2 separate regions of the Drosophila melanogaster genome follow, and region 1 is linked to region 2. Evidence: chromatin contacts called from public Hi-C data. All regions are on one chromosome and are shown on one strand. The core of a region is the stretch at or near the end of the contact, and the rest is flanking DNA. Distances in the headings are between cores, read along the strand shown.

The links. Hi-C and Micro-C count contacts between places; a contact is called where the count stands out from the background.
Region 1: a contact with region 2 is called in a Hi-C map of the Kc167 cell line, with 2.6 times the contacts expected there. A contact is called at or near these places in 4 of 107 Hi-C or Micro-C datasets (the Kc167 cell line, the S2 cell line, embryo and 1 more).

Annotation. Positions count from the first base shown.
Region 1 is chr3L:14,774,752-14,777,451 of dm6, reverse strand. It overlaps mop (myopic), which reads left to right and starts at 1,323. Exons shown (of 9, transcript NM_140465.3): 1 at 1,323-1,540; 2 at 1,945-2,694. The coding sequence starts at 1,457. bmm (brummer) reads left to right here. Exons shown (of 8, transcript NM_140466.2): 6 at 1-113; 7 at 211-346; 8 at 467-956. The coding sequence ends at 257.
Region 2 is chr3L:9,853,981-9,856,680 of dm6, reverse strand. RasGAP1 (Ras GTPase activating protein 1) reads left to right here and starts at 1,396. Exons shown (of 5, transcript NM_168382.2): 1 at 1,396-2,016. The coding sequence starts at 1,869.

The DNA of each region.
Region 1 (2,700 bases), core at 74-2,573, 4.9 Mb before region 2:
CGACAAGCTGGCCACCGATCTGCAGATCTACGAAGGCTCTGTCGAAGATCACCCCAATCCCCACCAGCACAGCCACAATACGGTGGTCAGCGAATGGAATGGCGTCGAATCAGGTTGGTATTTGTGAAACGACCGCACTTTCAATTCAAAAATCACATCATTACGTAGAGAAATCGTATCATTTGAATCAACACCAAACATTTTTTGCAGTACAAGTAATGCCCACGACTCCTGAACTACACGACGTAGCCTTTTAAAGCACTTACAAACTAAACGACTATAAATGCACCTCCATAACCCTTCACCCACTCAAGCATTAAGTCCAAATTTTAAATCGTTGGCGCAGGTAAATGATCTAAATTTGCAATCACTCCCCCGTATATTCCCATAACAAAATTTCATTTTATATAGTTCGCTCTTATGAATGGTTAAACTAAACTCTGTCTTACTTTCTCATGCTCCACAGACTTCTTCATCGATGCGCATACACCAAATGTGGAGGATAGTAAAACATCAGCGCCACAATTCTCCCGCCTGGACCTGGAGACCGAGTCGGATGCTAGTGTGCTAAGTGATCCCGAGGTTGATCAGACTTTTAGCTCCACGGCCTCCACGCACAGCAGCGACATGTATATAGAAATTGAGGGGTAATTAGTAATGGGGAGGGGGCAATCCTCTTAGGAACTGTATCGAAACATCTCCAAAGCGGCTCGTAGCAAAGCGAAAAGCCTAGTAGCGTTTCCATTAGTCTAAATTAGTCTTAGTACGACCAACGTATGTACCTAACTTAACTTAGCCGTATGCTGCCATTGTATCATCGTCAGTTTGTAAGCGGCAATTAGCTAATAATTGCATTCTTGTTATTAGTCACCCTCACACGACTTGTATTACATCCAAATCCCCATCTGTGTTTAGCCTAAGTTGATAATGTATAAACAATAAAAAAAATAAACAACAAATATTTACAGAATGTCTGGTTGCGCATTTACTATTAATAAAATAACTAATTGTGATTAATGGGGAATTCAAGGAAGGAAAAAAAAAAACAAACAAAAATATGGTGCGCTTCGTCACTATGTAAACTGTCGTTCACAGTGATATATATGCAGTGCACTTCTTTCATCCATCTATAACAATTTATATAAATTGTTAGACATTCGCATTCGTAATATCAAATTTTTTAAATTTCATTTTCTTTATAAAATTTAATCGGCATAAAAATTTAATACTTCTGGAAAAGAATACCGTTCTAAAAAGTATCGATGCCAATGAATGGAATACCCCCTACGCACCTGCCATTTTTAGTGCATATTTCCAGAAAGCTGAAACGGCCACACTGCAACATTTTTCATAAAACAATCTTGTTTTGATATTGGTAAATTAATTGCCAGCAATTAGTTTAAATTGTGTGTAAAATAAAAGGCCAACTGGGCAGGCAACAAGTAAACTAATCACCATGGAGGCGGTGCCCCGTTTGCATATGCTCTGGTTCGCCCTAAAATCGAGTCCCGAGGGAACCTCCTTTGCGGCTTTGAAAAAGGTAAAAGGAAGAGAGTGCGAAAGGGGGAGTGAAATAATTAAGAGAGCCAGCAAAACAAAGAGGAGACAACTTGGTGAAACGGAATTATCGGTCAAATTGGGAAAATGCGTTGCTTATTGGATTCATATTGGAATCGAAATTCCCATTCTCACCATGCCATTTGCTCCATTGCATTTTCCGTTTTCACCAACTTTTAAGCCCCCTTTGTCTGGCGGCTGAGTCATCGTCGTCATCTGATTAAATTGGCAAACAAATAAAAAGTTATAAGCAAACACTGGCAGTTTGTTGGGTTATTGCACTTAATTCCCCATGAAAACCCATTTACCCTAAAATATATTCTTGTTTTCCTACACTAAACTCCATAACAAAAATCCAACTTAAAACATTTCACGTTTTACTTCCAGTACATCGCGGAATTTTATCATGAAGATCCAGAGGCTTACTCCAAAGAGGTCCATGCCCTGGAGACTTTGCGCAACCAGGCCATGCACACCACGAAAGATGGAGCGCCGGTGATGAAACGCTACTATTGCCAGCTACACGCCCTTCAGAATCGATTTCCACAGCTGGCGGATCGCGGAATCTTCACCTTTAAATGGAAGGATCTCTATCACAGTGCCGTTCACGAGGTCACTGATCTGCGATTCGAACGGGCTGCGGTGCTGTTCAACATTGCCGCATTGCACACTCAGTCCGGAGCGTCGGTGACCCGTGGCGATGTGGATGGAATGAAGATGGCCTGCACTCACTTCCAGGCGGCTGCTTGGGCCTATGGAGAGCTGAGAGAACGCTATGCCAATGTCAATGGCGGAGGGGATTTTATGACCCCAGAGCTGCTGGTCTTTCAGCAACAGGTGTGCTTTGCCCAAGCTCAGGAATGCATACTCGAGAAGTCGCTAATCGACAATAGGAAACCGCATATTGTGGCCAAAGTGACGGCGCAGATTGTGGTTTACTATGGAGCTGCACTGGCTGCTCTTCTTACGGGAGGAGATGATGGTCCAGTGGCTCAAGTCATCGATAGTTCTGTGTACAAACTGTGGAAGAAGTACGTTCGCTTCAAGATCAACTATCTCACCTGCATATTGTACCTATACCAGGGCCAACATTCCGAGGAGAAGCGTCAGATGGGCGAAAGGGTGACGCTCTACCAGGTAACT
Region 2 (2,700 bases), core at 147-2,646:
GTTACGCACGCTACACAGAAAATAGCATTGTGAACGTTCTTAACAAATATTATGATACACTTTAAAAGCATATACTAAAGGGAAATGTTAATTTTCGATAAGTCTCTTTAAATTATTACAATTACTATAAACTATAACTGTGTTATAGTATTTACAATTATAATTTATTTTATATACAATTATTTTGCTCAGTGCAGTTGAAGTGACTAGATCAAATGCAGGGCATACGAAAACAATGAAACCCAGCCGAGCAACCATCCGAAATGTTGACCCGACCACTTCCACTTATTGGCGGCAGTTGTGATAAGATGCACCGCCTCACTTGTTGATCTCTCCCTGCCAGTTGTTGTTCTTGTTGTTGTTGTGATGCATGTGGTTTCCAAGGCAAGGAGCAGAAGCAACATATGCGTAAAGAAAAACATAAGCGGCGTTGCTGTCCGGATGCCGTGTGAATTTCACATTTCACTGCCTTGTTTCTGAATATTTGTGTACTTTTAATGTACATATGTGTGTACTATGTAGTTCCTCGGGTTCCTGTGGACTGTCTGCGATCCAGAACGCCCACGTAATGTGCGCTACGGTATAAACAGCCGGGCATTTGATTTTTACTTACTTTGCTAAGCATAACTAGCTATTGATACATGGTTATTGGAATAGATATGAATCTTAAACTGGTTGAATTTAAAAATAAACATTGCTTTCTGATATAATTCCTTAACGATCGATCATAAACAAAACAGGGTTTTTTATTGCTTTGTACCGCCCTTCTTAAGTCGCATATGCCTCGACTTTCTCTGCCGGCGATCTTCGGTTGTTTCCGCTGTTGGTGGCGCCGGTGCAACATGTGTGTGTGTTTAAGTGTAGGTGACCGCTGCTGCGTGTGTGCGTTTTCATTCACAAAATTTTTGGGAGGTGCATGTGTACACTTGCCGCTTGGAAATTTTAATTCAGTTCCATTTCGGCCGACCTGCAACACGTTCGTAATTCGGAGTGTGTTTCAAAGTTAAGCAACTAAAAACCAATCGGAATTAATAAAAACATCAATTAAACCTCAAGTTAAAATAAAAAAAACCAAAAATTCAGTGTTTAATAATAATCAATTTTAAATAAATTACAAAATATATAACTGTTTGTTGGAGCTAACGATATATATTCGATAGCCAGAACTGGTGAAATATCGAAATTAAACTTAAACATTTTTAATGAAAACCTTACTGTTGTGCTTAACTTAATAAGCATAAGCCGTTGTTGAATAAAATAAAAAAATTATTTTAAAACATATCTGCTTCAAACAAATTATTAAGCAAACATTAATCATTTGCGTTTCCCGTGGTATTTTCGGGGCACCGTGCTAAGGTCACACTAATTCGTTGGAGTCATACAACCGTCTCGCTACGGTCACTCTAGTTCTGATTCCGCTTCGAAAGGTTGTTCGCGGATGCGTGTAAACCCGCAAAGCAAATAAACTCGGAGAACCAAGTTTTTGCGATTCTGATTCAAGCAACCGAATTACTTTCCATACTTCGATAATATAATCCCACGTCTGCTAGTGCGTGCAAAAAACAGTTTGTAGTTAAAACGAAATACTAAAATCAGTCGAGCCCTGAAGCAACAGGGAAAGTGCATTTCGTGAGCGGCAAATCGACTCATATTCCCGTCACACCAGCTCAATGCACAATGCAACGCTGCAGCGAGTGATGAAATTCAAATGCAAATAGCCGGCTAATAAACCTGTTAAAGAAAAACAAATAATTTCGAGTTATTAAAGTTTCGTGAAGATCGAGTGAAGGAGTTAGATAAATTTCCAATCGCGTGTTGCAAGTTCCCCAGTGGGTAGCTGACAAAAAGCTGGCTGCTTTAAGCGCACAATGCTGCTGAAGAAGAAGCGCTATATGTTCGACGAGCGAGACGACAATAATATTAACTCGCCCGTCGCCGTCGAGCCAAGCAGCAACAACAACAAAATGGCCGATACACGCGAAGTGCGCATTGAAGAGCAATTAAAAGTGAAAATTGGTATGTAAATCGAGTGCGAAATCGTTCAAAAACATCAAAAATATGTCGAAGAACATGCGTGGCATGAACGTTGAGTGAAATACGCGCAGCAACGTGCGTTTTTTATGTTCCAAAGTGTGCTGGAATTTTGACAGCGTCGCCGTTTGCCCCGCGGAGCCTCTTCCAAGCAGAAAACAACATAGAATCGGGAGAATATGTCTAAAAGTTTTCCAAAATGTTGTGTAATCTAATGGCAAACCGAAATTTGTGCGAGTTGAGGCAAAGAAAGTCGATTAATTGAGAAAACAAATGTGTTTTTGTTCTAGAAATGCATATTGCGTTCAAGTGTATAAGCATGCTGTCCCGCTCTGACTCGCGTGTTGCTCTGTGCGTGTGTGTTTCTGTTGCCTTTTTCCCTGTGTGTGTGTGTTTTTTTTTCGTGCAGCAGCAGTGCAATACATTTGTTGTTGCTGCCGTTTGAGAAGTAATGGATGACCAGGCTGAATGTTACGGCATTCGCTTCTTGACCCACCCCCAGAACCGCTCTTCCTCCTTCATCGCCCAGCACACCCCCCGCAGTTTTGAATGCGCCCCTTTTTGTGAATGAATCGGAAATCAAGCATGTGTCTGTGAGACGCTCCAGCGCATGCTCACACACACGCGACAAACGCACACACACAAGCGGCAGAGAGATCCCAGCAACAA